Linked DNA regions of Sus scrofa: region 1 is linked to region 2. Evidence: chromatin contacts called from public HiChIP or PLAC-seq data. All regions are on one chromosome and are shown on one strand. Each heading gives the region's core, a stretch centred on a gene start, on an enhancer-like site or on the middle of the called end of the contact. The rest is flanking DNA. Distances are from core to core; before and after follow the strand shown.

Region 1 (7,011 bases), core at 3,767-6,266, 190 kb before region 2:
GAGCAAGGTCAGGCATCGAACCTGCATTCTCATGGATGCTAGTCGGGTTCGTTAACCACTGAGCCACAGTGGGAACTCCAGGAGGATATTCTTTAAAGCTGTTTTAAATAAGAATTATCAGACATCACAGAATAAAGAGAAACCCAACTGGATCGAAGTGGCGGGTCCTGCACCCACCTACCCCTGTCTGATTTCACATACTGTCAATTCTGCACCCAGGTTCACGTGTAAATGGACAGTTTCTGCTTTGCTACCTTTCACAGCTTATGCTGTGGCCTTTGTATAATTACCTCACTCCATCCTCCCAACCCCTCAGGAGTAGTATGGACAGACTCTAAGCCTTGGAGATGAACTCCTGCTGGCCATCCTTGTTTAAGAAATCTTTGGGTCAGGAACCCTGCAGTCCTGGTGAAGCGAGGTGACAGAGGTGCCCTCCATTCCATCACACTGGCTGCCTCTAGTTGGGCCTGACCAGGCTCTGTCTGTTTCCTTCTACTAATGGTACAGGAGAACTTAAATTTTTACATGAGTGCAAATATTTTCTGTCTTTTTCCCCCATCACTGACACTTTGCTCTTGCTGAAGATTTCTTTTGGAGGCTGAAGTCCTTCACAAAGATGCTGAAGAAGTGAAGGATGAGGATTGCCTGCCATGGCCTAAGGGGATCTTCAGTGTCTTGGGAGCACTGGGGTGCAGGTTCAATCCCGGCTCGGCACAGCAGGTTAAGGAACTGGCATGCCGAAGTGTCAACCTAGGTCACGACTACAGCTCTGATCTAATCCCTGGCCTGGGAACACCATGTGCCATGGGGAGGCCAAAAATGAAAATAAATAAATTTTTTAAAAAAGAAGTGGAGAATGATTATAAGGCAAGTTCCTTTTTTTTCTGGCCATGCCCAGGGCAGGAGGGAGTTCCCCAGCCAGAGATCAAACCTGTGCCACAGCAGTGACAATGCCAGATCCTTAACCACTAGGCCACCAGGGAACTCCTGATTCTTCCATCTGGACCCTACTATCTGTGATACAGTCTGTGATAAATGGAGAAAGCGAGAAGGGGAGAGGTATTTCAGACAGCTCCAGAAATTTAGGTTTAGAAAGAATCTTCGCAACCAACATAACAATCTCCCCAGTCACCCAGCATTCCTCTTTAGAGTATCATTGGAGGGTTTGGTCTCTGAACACTTATACAGAAGGAAACTCTCTTCTTCACCAGCCATTGGCTTCCTTTCTCTGGAAAAACAAACAAACAAACAAACAATATATATATATATATATATATATATATATATATATATATTATTCTGTCTTTTAAAGTTGTGAAAGTACTGAAGAGCCAGCTGCCTCCTGTAATTTCTATCTCTGGACCCTTATTCTGGGTCCAGCACCAGGCAGACCAAACCCATACTTTCTTCCACACAAAGGTCATTTGAGTAATTGAATTCCCCCTATTGTGGAATATATGACAAGGATTGGTTGCATTTCATAATGCTAACCCCCCCCCAGGAAATTATTCTCTTGAATAATGACATTACAAAATGTGGAAGGTTTAGGGACTTGCACACCATCTCACGGTTTTGAACTCTGTGGGTAGAGGCATTGAGAGTTGACAGATTAGTCAGGGATTTGTCAAGAGTATTAATTACAAACTTTGAAATCTTGGTCAGTGAAAGTTCATCGTGGTGCATCTTGCAAATGTGATCAAAGTCTTTTCAGTACTGATCTGATGATGTTTAACCACAGTGTGTAAAAAATGAAGGTTTTCATTAGAAATTACTGATGTCATAGAGCACCTTTTAAGGGAGGATAGATTGTTGGACTATTAAAATCCATGCCCTTCCCCCATCCTCCCGCCACCTCTGGGGGACACCCCCCCATTGTCTCTGAACACCTGAAGTGGCATTTTGGACTGCTGCAAAGGAACTGTGGTCTTAACAGTGTTAGTGCAGCTCAGCGAGGGTCGCCACCATGAGGGCAAAGGTGGGGCTGGTGTAAGTGATGTTTTTAAAACCCTAAAAATAACCCATAAAACCTGGGGGCTAACTAATTTGGTGAGCGAAGGAAGTTTACAGCTGGCTGAAAACTTGAAAAATGGAGGAAAGTGGAAAGCAAAGCTGTTCTTCTGCCCTACCCTTTTGCCAAGTTTTAGAAAAACAATCTGTTATTTTTGATAGTTTTTTTTTCTGGCACCTAAACCATGGAAAATGAAATAAAAACACACTCACTGCAGCTCCTCCAAAACCACTGGCCTGCATTTCCCTCCCCCTTCTGTGGGGAAGCCTGGGGAAATCTTCTCTGTGCCCTCCTGAGGTTGTGGGAACTTGGAGGGTGTCAGCGGGGTTCCTTGGTGTTAATCCCCTCCCCCCAACAGGTAGCTGGGGCACAGCAGCCAGGTAGAAGGTGCACAAGGCTGCCTATGCCCGTTCTTAGTCCTCCAGTCCCACTAGGCAGGTGTTTCGGAACCGTGGCCAGCCAGGAGTGGGAGGCGCTAGTAGGGATAGAACTGGGGCAGGTCGCCTACACTGGTTCACCTGTTCTGGGGCTCTTTCTGTTCACTTGCCTCTGTGCGCCAGAGGGTGGCACCCCAGGCACTCTGGAGGTGGAGCGGAGGGAAAGGGAAAGGACTGGAGGTGGGGCGGAGAGGGGAAGAGGGGGAGAGGAGAGAGAAGGGCTGGAAAGGGGAAAGTCGATTTTGGTGTCCAGCTCCCTGCTAATTCGGAGCTCACTTCCATCCCTTTACAGAATCATCTGGCTTCCGCCAGACTGAATGTCACAGAATTAGTCATTCCTAAGATGAAAAAAAGTTTTGTGAGGGTGACCAGTAGCCTCTACCCTCCTGGGTCTCGGAAAATCGGAAGGGAAGCTAGTGTCAGCGGCTGCTGGGTTTGCCTGGGGCCTGGCGGGTGGGCGTAAAGCCGTGGCACAGATCGCTACGAGTGAGCCAACATCAGACCTGTCTCTTTGTGTCGTGTTTTGCAGTTGCTCGATTTGTGCGACTCGGTGAAGGATGATGCCCTGAGGGTGATCTCCGCCTTTAACATCCCGCACACCTCCCTCCACGCACCAATCGCTGGAATCCCCAACCCGATGGCTGCCTGGGCCTTCTACCCAGCACCTCCGCATCTCCTGGCCCGGGAAGGAGCGCGGTCTCCGCGGCCCAAGCTGGGAGCCAAGTTATAGCGGATGTGGCGGGAAGGGTGGTGGCGCGCCCGCAGCTGCCACTACGCTTCTCAGACGCCTGGAAGCTGGGGCCCGAGGCCAGCTGGCATGCGCTGCGCCGCGGCGCTCAGGGACTTTGGTCGTGGAGAGGGGATCCCGCAGAAGCTGGCGAAGCGCACTGCGGCTGTTGGGAAAGGGAGCCAGGCAGCAGCCCCGGGAGTGCAGCATTTTATCCGCTCCCAGTAACCTCTACTGGCCTGGCCACGACCTCTGCCGCCTTCAGCAGCAGATACCCCTAGGCTGAGTGGGCTCCCCTTTGAGCGCGCTCTAGAGCTGGTTGCCACCAAAGGTCTCCGGTTGTCAGTGGTGACTCAGATTCCCAGTGATTTGTAAAGACTGTGGTGCTGGGTAGAAAAAAAGAATAAAAGCATAAAAATCAAACACCCTCGGGCAAAGGTTCAGTTCAGCAAACGATGCTCTTCCAGTAAATCAGACCCCCTTGGGAACACAAGATCAGGGCAAGAGGAGTGTGAGCCTGGAGTTTTGCTCTGGGCAAATCACGACCTAGGGCTCGTCCTCCCAGGCAGACAGCTTCCTGATGGACCGCAGGCGTGGAAAACATTTTTACCAAATGAAAGTGTAACCTACTTTTGAGGAGATCATAAATATAGACAAAGCTTAATAAAGAAAGTAATTGTTGGTAAGGCGCTGCCGCTGCTTGCAGAGGATGGGGACTACACTGCCTTAAGTTGTCTTCCGAACTTGGAGAGCCCATGCCGGCGACGCCTGTGGTTCCAGCGAAGGCCGTAGATGTCGCCCGACTTCATTCTCCCTTTTCAGTCCAAGCCATCCTCCGTTCTCCCTCACATCTCGTGGAGGAGGCTGAAGGGGACTCTGCTCTGCTAGTGTCCACAAGGGCGACGACCTCCAGGACCGAAGCGGAGACCTACTATTTACCGGCCCCTTCTTACGCTGCCCCTTCTTGAGGTTGCGGAAGAGGGCGGGAAGGGCTTGCGGTCGCCCGACTCTGGGCTCTTGGCCGATGCTCCTCCGCACAGTCTGGGTTGCACGAACAGCCGCCTCCGAGCCGACCTCCTGGTTGTGTCCCAAATAAGAGCATTTAGACGGCAGCTTCCCCCCACTCCTTTGTTTTTTAAAGTGTTTGCTGGGTCACTAGAGCAGACGACGCGGGGGCGGCGGAGCTGCACAGAAGCAGAAGACAACCGTCAGGGTTTCTTCTGTGTGGTTCTTTTCCGGCCCTTGTCTGCGCGGTTCAACGCCACGGAGAGCATGGAGCAGTCTGGCGCGTGGCAGATTTGGGGCTCCCAGCAGGGCACAGCAGGTTGGTCTCTTTTCTCCCCAGGTACCACTCCAGGCGGTTAAGGCACAGAGTTCGCCTGCGGCCACTACCTAGACCGCTGACCAGAGCCCCAAGCTCTGTAGACCTCTCCCTTCTGTGTCCACTTAGCCGCGACTACACCCGCGTCCTTTCCCTTCTACAGCGAAATCCCCAGGGGGAGCCTGGCTAGCGTCTTCAAATCCCTCCAGGAACCCTGGTTCTCTTTTACTTCACTAAGGACTCTTGGGAGGATGCGCTGAGAAGACTTTAATCTAGGGACTGTTCTATCACGCTGACATCTGCTTACAAAACATAAAATTTGACCGAAGTAGCCAGACAGTGGGACTTGCTTCTTTGCATTGACTGACCCTTCCGAGGTGTGAGTTAGAGGCCCCTAAACAGGCTCTAATCCATCTAGCCTGGTCTCTCCAACAGACTTCCCCCCATTCCTCTACCGTGGGTGTCGGGAAAACAGGGCGACTTAGGGAGGGGCAGAGGAAAGGATGCAGGATGCGCATTGAAATGGCAGATAAGGGTGACGACCCAGAGGAGGACGGAGGCGTTTACCGAGTTTGGTTTCCCAGGGAAGGAGCGGGACTGGGGCCGCTGACGCCAAAGACTAGTGGGACGGAGGCGTGCAGGGAGGAGGGGAGGTATTGCGCTCTCCCTACCGCTCTCCATGAGCCGCCCGCCAGCCCACGGCCCTCTGCGCTGCCTTCTCTGGCCTTAGCACGTTCAGAGACGGTTTCAGGGCAGTTCTTTGAGAGCCCAACAAATCTCGAGGCAACCATCTGAGGTACCTTCGTCTTTTGCATCGGAAGGCCAGGACTCTTCTCGATCCTTTTCTTTTTTTTTTTTTTTTTTTTTTTTCTTAAAAGGATTTTCCCCCCGAAATCTTTTCTCATTTCCCTATTTTACCAGCTCTGCGCTCACTCACATCCCACCTCGCACCCGGGTTGCCTAAAAAAACATCTCTGGGGAATCGCTCCTGACCCTTTTCTCAGCTCTCTGGCTTTGCTTCTTACTGGTGGTTTCCTGCGAGAGAAAAGCTAGGTGCCCCTTGGGGTAGCTTAGGGAAGGCGCCTAGGAGTACCCGGTGAGGCAAGGGCGAGGAAGACGAGCAGCCTGCAGATGGGGCTCCCGCCCTGAGTCCGTACTTATGGAAGGGAGGAGAGCTAAGAGACGCCCCCCCCTCCCCCTGCCCCAGCTCATCCTTGGACCAACCCAGTCCCGGAGCCTGTCCCAGGGCAGCTGAGAAACTCCCGATATAGAGCCAGGGCTCTCGGGGCTCCTGAGGCTTTCCGCGGGCGGCAGCGGCGGGGTCTGGTTTACACTGTATTCGGAGCGCCCCCTCTGTTCCACGCGCACTCCTAGGCCACCGCTGGTTGGGGAAGAGGAGAGGTTACACTTTGAGTTGGGGGATGGGTGCGCACTGAGCCATCCGCAGCCAAGTCACTCCAGTAAACACGCCCGGCGGGGGCAGGGCGGTAGGCGCGCGCAGCGGGGAACCCGGCGGGGACGCCCCCGCCTTTACCTGTCAGAGCCTGCACGCGTCAGCGGCTGCAGCGGCGCGGAGGCGGGGCTTTCCAGCCCGCGCGCTGGGCGGGATTTAGCGGGGGCGGGGCACGCGGTGATTGGGCGCGGCCTCGGGGCCGCCAGCCTGAGCTGGGCTGCAGGGCTGCGCAGGTTTCACTTCGCTCCGCGCAGCCTCCAGGTCTCGAGCTTGCAGGAGCGTTTGGTCCCACGTCGCCGCCGCCGCCGCCGCCGACACCACCGCTATCGCCACCACCACCGGCTTCTCACAGTCGCCCTGCGCGTCCTGTTCTCTGCGGCCAGCATCGCTTCAGACTGCTGGGTTCGCCCCGCTCCCGCCGCCGCCACTCACTCGGCGCCCTTCCCCTGGCCCTCGTCCCCCCAATGTCTGACTCTGACTCTCGGACTGAGAAACGCAAGGTAAATAAATACTTCCGAATCCTGGATAGCAGGCCAGGTACTGATGGAAGATTGGCGGTGGAGCCAGCACGGCGCCACCTCCAGCCCGCTTCCCGCGCACGTGCAGGCGGAGAGGCGCGTACCCGTCCCGCTCATCCTCCAGCGGGAGGCGGCGATCTGTACGTGTTGGGTTCACTTGGGCAGGTCTGCTTGGGGGGCGCGGGGGAGGGGGGGCGGCGTCCGCGCAAAGCCTGTGAGCCCTTAGGTCAAGTGCGGCTCCGCGGGGATGCTGCAAGAGGGGGTGGTGAAGTGTCTCAGGCCCGCTGGGAGAGGCAGCGCTTGTTCTCCGCGCTGGCCGGGGAGCTGGGGCCGCCGCCCTGGACTGGGCTGCGCACCCGGCCTTGAAGTCTCGCCACCCTCCAGCCCCAGCGGCCCCGGACTAGCGGCCGCGAAGTATGAGCCGGTCTTGCGTCTATGCTTTTCTCTGGGGCGGGCCCGTGGTGAAGGATTTATGGAAAGGTGACGGTGTTTAAACTGAGGAGACTCGGCTTTTCCTTTTACTCATTCAGGCCGACGTTTCGGGCAA
Region 2 (7,638 bases), core at 1,395-3,894:
GGAATTCCTAGTTAAAGCAAGAGGGAGGGCTCATGGCAAGAAGGGCAGGGTCGCCGGTCCCAAGCAAGGTGCTAGGCCCCTTGTGATGCTACAATCCCCACAGCAGTCCTGGGAGCCCCAAGTGTCCCCTGTCACATAGAGGAAACTGAGGCTGGAGGAGCCTGTTGCTTGTCACAGCCACATCTCTGGTGAGCCACAGGCACCACCTGTCAGCAGCCTCTATAAGCGTCTCCTCTCCTTCCATCAATGGCCCCTCTTCTCCCTCCCATCGGCACAGTAGCCGGGGTGCCCTTTACAAAATGCCAGTCGGGCCCTGTGACCTCATCCTCAGACCCTTCAGGGGTGTCCTGATACACATCACAGAAAACCCAAATCCCCACCCGTCCTGGGCCCTTGATGACATGGCCCCTAAGGTCCTCATTTCACCTCTTACCACTCTTCCTCTGTCCTCTCAAACTTTGTACAAACCCGTGACCGAATCATGGAACCTGTGAGACTTTTCTCAGCGGGAAGGGAAGGTGGGTGCACAGAGACCCACGTTTCCCCTGGGCATGACAGGGCTGCCCCTCTCCCAACCCCCAGCACTGGGATGGCATCCTTTTTTTTTTTCCTTTTAGGGCTACACATGCGGCATATGGAGGTTCCCGGGCTAGGGGTCTAATCGGAGCTGTGGCTATGGGCCTGCACCAGAGCCACAGCAACGCCAGATCTGAGCCTCATCTTCGACCTACACTACAGCTTGTGGCAGCACCGGACCCTTGGCCCACTGAACGAGGCCAGGGATCAAGCCCACAACCTTATTGTTCCTAGTTGGATTTGTTTCCACTGAGCCAAGACGGGAACTCCTGAGTGTACATTCTTAATGTTGTGTTGTGAAGGAAGCCATTTCTGAATGTGTGGGTCTGTACACTTCATATCTGCATAATAAGGATGATTACATTTATCTGTAAGAGAATATGGATTAACAATAAATGTCAATGCCATGAAAGGCTAAAAATTAATTAATTAATTAATTAATTAAATAAAATAAAATTTACCTGGCTTGTCTTCAGAGATTCCTATGAAGACATTCATTGCTTCCATAGGGAAATAACTTCCCAAGGGAAGGGAGCAAAAACCAACCGTAAGGATATTTGGAAGGAAAGCACAGGGCAGAGGCAAAAAGATCAAGCTCTGTGGATTCTATCCTGGGTCCTGACGCTGACAAGCTGGGCAACCCTGGGCAGATCTGCTGCCCTTTCTGGTCTCTTTCTGCCTCTGCACAATGAAGGTTCAGGGTGGGTGGCCCCCTGGCTCTCCTGGCTGCTGTGGTTTCAGACCTCAGTTTGGGCTCTTTGCATGAGGCCAGGATGGTGGGTAGCATATTTTCCTGGGGTAGGGCTTCTGAGGACAGGGGAGTCCCCTGACTGGGGACTAGAATGGGCTTTGTGCCAGGGACTACTGGCTTCTGGGAACAGGGGAGATGCTGGCCAATCCTGGCTGCCTCAGAGTAACCTAATATTCCTTCACACAGAGAGGTAAGTGCCCCTTGGAGCACAGAGGAAAGAAAGAGGGAGGAAGAGACTGGCACAGCCTGGCAACCAGCGAAGTGCCACGACCTGGGTTGGTGGGTGACCTCAACAGTCTTGTTTAAGCCTCATCAATCTTGTGAAGCAGAGAAATGAAGGCTCAGACAGGCTACTCAACTTGCCCAAGAGTACACAGGGTCAGGGGCCAAGGCAAGGAGGGTGTGTATGTAGCCCATCTGAGGCATCCACTCTGGGCTGTATCCCATGGATGGAACGGGATGGTTTGGGAGAGCAAGTCTGAGCCTGGCTCCTACCCCATCCTAACTGCATATGGATCCTCCTTAAGGATCTGCAGACACATAGGCGAGTTTTTCCAGTTCAAAGGTCCTCCCACCTTTGCCAAGCTAAGCATTGGCGGCAACCAACAAATATTGGTGTCCCCATCACACTCATCCACACGTTGGTTTTGGTTCAATACGTCCACCTGGTAGACACACACTTCAAAGGGGAAGCGCTTGTCTGGTCAGTGGGATCAATAGCAGCTTTAGGGTCCAAAGGGCCATGAGAGGGTCTTGGCCCCAGTCCCGAGAAGCTGGAGGTGGTGGTTTGGGTTATCATTCACTAAGATTTTCCCTTGGTATTGATCAGTTTGCAGAAAGACTCCACAACTGTCAAGGAAAGGTCACGGAGTTCACAGGCAGGGCAAAGGCAAGGCCAGGGAGCTCCTGAGCAGGGAATGGTGTGCAGTGGGTGACTTGGAAGGTCAGGTGCAAGAACAGCAGGGGTCTGGGTCCTGGCGGAGCTTTAAGATGCCTGGGGGAGGTGGGGGGGAGGAATTAGAGTCATGTGTACTGTGTGCCACCCACTAGGGGTGGAGCTGCCTGATTCCAAACTTCAGGTTCTTCCTGGATGGGTCCCTCGTCCCCCTGCGGGCTCTAGAAAGTGTCAACGCCTTCCTCAACAGACTCACCAGCCTGGGAGGGAACCAGGGTGGAGGTGAATTCCAATGGGAAGTGGAGGTCTCTGCGACCGACACCTCCTTTTTTATAATTTCCGTATTGTGCTGAACTGGTGGGGAGGGGAGAAGACAGTGGGGTGACTAGAAAGCTGCCATGTGACAGTGGCCAGGACAGGATGTGGCTAGGGGTCAGTGTGGAAGGCAGGGAGGGTGACAACAGTGGCAGATGTGGGTCCTGTCTGGCCTTGGAGAGATGGCAGGGGAGGTAGTTGTGGCAGGAGTGCCCCTTAAAAGCCATGTTTATTGTGAAATGTATCACGCGGATGTGTTGTGAAATGTATCTCACAAACAGAAGAGTGCATAAAACACATGTGAGCCATTTAAAGCATCATCATAAAATAAAGCCTTGAGGATCTATACTCAAGGATAAAAAAAAAAACTACAGCATTTTCACCCCAGCGTTCATAGCAGCACGATTTACAATACCCAAGACACGAAAGCAATCTAAGTGTCCATCAACAGAGGAATGGAAAAGAAAATGTGTCTCATATATTTATACATACAGACACACACACACACACACACACACACACACACACACACACGGACATACACTGGAATACTAGTCAGCCATAAAAAAGAATGAAATCATGCCACCTGCAGCAACATGGATGGGCCTAGAGCTTATACTAAGTGAAGTTAAGTCAGACAGAGAAAGGCAAATACCATATGCTATTACTCATATGTGAAATCTTAAAAATTGATATAAATGAGGAATCCCCATTGTGGCTCAGAGGTAACGAAATTGATTAGTATCCATGAGGATGCGGGTTTGATCCCTGGCTTCACTCAGTGGGTTAACAATCCAGCATTGCCATCAGCTGTGGTGTAGGTTGCAGACTCAGCTTGGATCCTGAGTTGCTGTGGCTATGGCTATGGCCAGCAGCTGCAGCTGTGGCATAAGGCACAGATGTGGCACAAAAAAAAAAAAAAAAAAAAAAAAAAAAAAGATATAAATGAACTTATTTACAAAAGAGAAATAGACTCACAGGCACAGAAAACAAACCTATGGTTACCAAAGGGGAAAGGGGGTAGGAGTGGGGATAAACTGGGAGTTTAGGGTTAGCAGATACCCACCACTATATATAAATGAGATAAACAACAAGGACCTATAGCCCAGGGAACTATATTCAGTATCTTATAATGAACTACAATGGAAAAGAATCTGAAAAAGAATGGACATAAGTATACGTAGAATTGAATCGTTTTGCTGGACACCTGAAACACAACGTTGTAAATGACCCTATCCTTCAATTTTTTTAAATGGTTTAGAAAAAGAAAAGAAATGACAGCATCTTACAGAGGAGTCCTGTGGTCCCCCACACAGCTTCTTCCTCCTTCCCACCACTGGAGGTAATGACCCTCCTGCCTTCTATGTCAGCCTTTCTTGCTTTTCTTTCTAAGTTGTACAACTTACGCCGTATGGTCTCTAAACAACATGTTCAGTTCTGAGAAAGTGAGGAGCCAGCACAAGCCCAGCCGTGTGAAGAAAGGGCCATGAGGCCCCAGGAGGCAGAAGCCCTAGCAGAAGGTCAGATGAGGCAGAGCGTCTGCATCAGAGGCCGGCCTCAATATCCCTGATAACAACCTGTTTACCTAGTGTCCCGGGAACTGGGCCAAGAGGCAGCCCGTTCTGCCAAAACATCAACTCTGGCAGGGAAACCCGGGCATGAGGCCCAAGGGGACAGGGTGAGGCAGCTCATGTCCTGAGAAAACCCCCTCTCCCATCCCCTCCTGCCTCTCCTCCATCCTCCCCATCTCCTGGGGACAAGGATATGGGGCAGAACTACCACCTCCCCAGAGGATCTGGGGTGGAGCAAAGGCATGGTTGAGCGCACCAGTCCTGGTGGGCGGGACTAGGAGAGGGGAGGGGGTAATGGAGAGGATGAGGAGTAAACCCAGGTTGCCCTGGTTATTAGCAGGGGTGGGAGGGCTGTAACGCAGGGTGAAGAGTAAGATCCTTAGGGGTGGGGGACTGAAGGCTCCGAAGGACAAACGTGTCTACACTAATGTTTAACTGGGAGCGATGACTCCCTCCTCTAAATATTTATTGAATATTTTCTGTGAGCCGGCACCCACCCCTCCACTCAGTAAAGTCTGTTCTATCCACAAATGTTAAGACTGACATTCTGTGGCACATCAGCTGGGGCTTGTCTCTGGATTCGAGGACCTGAGAAATCTGGAGGACCATCACACATGGAACTAACCCAGTGGAAGCTTGGAGCCAGGTTGTGGGAAGCTGTGAGAGCCCACAGCAATTTGGGGAGCTCTTATCTCACCCACACCCTAAAGTCTGGACTCGTCTCTCATTCACCCACCACATCCATCAGTGTGTGTCCCCACCCTGTGCCTAGGACAAGTTTGGATGATAGTCAGTAGGTTGGAAAGAACATTTTGAAGGGAAAGCCATGATCTATTTCATCATGCTGCTGCTTTACTTCAAACGGGGATATTAGTAAATCTCAGTCCTTTGGAGGAAGCAGGACATTCTAAGAGCAAGAAGGTAGACAGCAAGCATGTCTTTTCAGGGGGAAAAGACACATTAGAGGGTGTAGTCTTTCATTTGTGTGGCCAATCAATTTCCTCCAATTATCATTATGCAAATTTTTAGTTTTACTTTTTTGTTTTCTAGGGTTGCACCTGCAGCATATGGGGGTTCCCAGGCTAGGGGTCAAATCAGAGGTGTAGTTGCCAGCCTGCGCCACAGCCACAGCAACAGAGGATCCGAGCCTCATCTGCAACCTACACCACAGTTCACGGCAAGGCCGGATCCTTAACCCACTGAGCAAGGCTGGAGATCGATGAACCCACATCCTCATGGATACACATCGGATTTGTTTCCACTGAGCAATAACAGGAACTCCTGCAAATTTTTAAAAAGGAAGAAAACTCATAGTGAATGAGTGCCTACTGCATGCATTATATCTTTGACTCCTCCTGGATTGAAAAAAAAAAAATGTGTCATTCACATCCCGACATGTTGAGTTTGGCAACATGTGCTGGAAGATGCACTTGCAGCCCCAGAGACCTGCACAAGTACCAGAGGAACCACTAGCATAGCGAACTTCTGTTAATACTCTTTGGAGTTACCGTCATGACTCAGTGGTAAGGAGCCCAACTAGCATCTATGGGGATGCAGGTTCAATCCCTGGCCTTGCTCAGTGGTTTAAGGATCTGGCGTTGCTGTGAGCTGTGATGTAGGTCACAGACAAGGCTCTGATCCCGCATTGCTGTGGCTGTGATGTCGGCCAGCAGCAGCAGCTGCAGCTCTGATTCGACCCCTAGCCTAGGAACTTCCATATGCCGCAGGTGCAGTCCTAAAAACTAATAAACAAACAAATATTCTTGCTCTTAAGAGGCAAACATGATGGAGAAATTCACATATTTTATATTCTTAAAGCAAAGTCTGTAGAGTTAAGAATTCTTTTTGTACACTTTGTCATAAATATGGACTGGTACTCATTAATGCATGAGGTCAAAACATTCAGGAAGGACTTGACAAAGAGCGAGATGACATTAGTTTTACTCGTAACTTCTTGTCCCAGTTCTTAAAAATAAAATCTGTACATCTCTTTGACATTATCTAAAATCTCCATAGTTTTGATACACTAAATTTCTTAGAGAAAAAAACAAAAAGAAAAGAAAAAAAAAAAAAAAAAAGAAGATAAATCCTGCAGGGAGCTGAGCCCTGCCTGGGACGTTCTCTAGCTGTGACTGAGTCTTGGGGAGGAAGAGCTTCCGGCAGTACAAAATTCACCTTCTCGCATCCAGATCTCTTCCTATTGGGAGGAAGCAGTGAGCCGGTCTCTGCATCTGTCCCTCACACAACCACTGACGAATGAGCAGGGCCAGGAGCAACCACTCCCTGCTCTCCCCAGAATGGCTCCTTTTGGGAAACTGAAGCAGGGCGTGAAGATTCAGAGGAGGAAAACCCCTCAGCACAGGCAGAAAATGAAATCCCCCCCCAGCTCACCCAAGCATCAAACAAGCAAAACCCCAAAGAGAAGTTAAACAATGAATGCCCTGTGCCCTGAAAAACCTTGGGTACCTGCTTTTTTATAAGGCCCTCAGTCCAAACTGTGTTATAATTCTGTGTAATTCTCATGTCTCCATCAAACTACAGAGTTTGCCCAACAGCAATGACACTTCACCTCCAGATTCGTAAATATCACATGGCCGCCTGATAAATATTGAAGAAGCTGCAGTCAAGTGTCTGAGTTTGAAATCCTCTTCTTCCAACAGAGAAGGGCAAGTGACAAGAGTGGAGAGGGTCCTGTGGGCACGAAGGGCTCTGAGAGCCAGATGTGGCTGCTGCTGCTTCTTCTTCTTCTTCTTCTTTTTTTTTTTTTTTTTTTTTTTGGTCTTTTTAGGGCTGCGCCTGAGGCATATGGAGGTTCCCAAGCTAGGGGTGAATCAGAGCTGTAGCCACCAGCCTACACCACAGCCACAGCCACACCAGATCCAAGCCGCGTCTGCGATCTACACCACAGCTCAGAGCAATTCTAGATCCTTAACCCACTGAGTGAGGCTGGGGATCAAACCCGCATCTTCATGGGTACTTGTTGGGTTCTTTACCGTTGAGCCACAGTGGGACTCCCCAGATGTGGCTTCTTCCAAGGACTCAGATGCCAGCTCCAAGACTAAGAGTCCCCTCTTAGGGATAGCTGCAGAGAGTGAATTACATTCATAGCCCCAACGCTTTGTGAAATTAGGTAGTTAGCAAATAAGAATTACACCTGTAAGCCCTTCCTCAAATTATACCTCTAATTTCTTCTTCAAATTCTGATGTTGGACCCCGGGCTCCAAAAAAACAACAAAACAAAACAAAACTGGAGGCATTTGTAACAACTGGAGTTTAGCCACTAAGGGAGTTAGTATTTCCTGGGATGGAGGGGGGCAGGAACCTAACAGATAAAAAAAATTGCACTAGAAAGTGAAATCGGATTTAAAAAAAAATCAATGAAGTAACCGGGCTATTAAAATGGAAAATAAGTCTGATGTCATTCTGAAAAATAAAAGGCTTGAGTCACCTGCAGAGCCACTTAATTAAGCACAGGAAGTAACAAGAGAGCTTGAGTGATTTTCTTCGCGAATGTCAGGATTTCAAAATGA

The links. HiChIP or PLAC-seq counts read pairs in DNA pulled down with a chosen protein or histone mark.
Region 1: a contact with region 2 is called in an H3K27ac HiChIP or PLAC-seq map of alveolar macrophages. The contact joins the promoter of LOC110260116 here to the enhancer-like site in region 2. A contact is called at or near these places in 3 of 5 promoter capture datasets (fetal liver and liver), 4 of 47 Hi-C or Micro-C datasets (embryonic fibroblasts, fibroblasts, heart right ventricle and 1 more) and 1 of 2 datasets of contacts at active chromatin or transcription factors (alveolar macrophages).

The regions. Positions count from the first base shown.
Region 1 is chr3:45,200,360-45,207,370 of Sscrofa11.1, reverse strand. It overlaps LOC110260116, which reads left to right and starts at 5,016. Exons shown (of 3, transcript XM_021088387.1): 1 at 5,016-5,115; 2 at 5,750-6,446; 3 at 6,995-7,011. The coding sequence starts at 5,016. It overlaps ACOXL (acyl-coenzyme A oxidase-like protein), which reads left to right. Exons shown (of 19, transcript XM_021087042.1): 19 at 2,975-4,496. The coding sequence ends at 3,175. It also overlaps a transcript of BCL2L11 not described here.
Region 2 is chr3:45,007,962-45,015,599 of Sscrofa11.1, reverse strand. The region is part of intron 4 of LOC106509733 (a long non-coding RNA gene); the gene reads right to left. Among named protein-coding and RNA genes, the nearest start is that of BCL2L11, 190 kb to the left of the region's middle. Within about 2 kb of position 2,644, at least 7 of the 83 cell types and tissues checked have an H3K27ac peak or open chromatin away from gene starts, as enhancers often do. A contact at or near this core is called in alveolar macrophages, where this site is marked.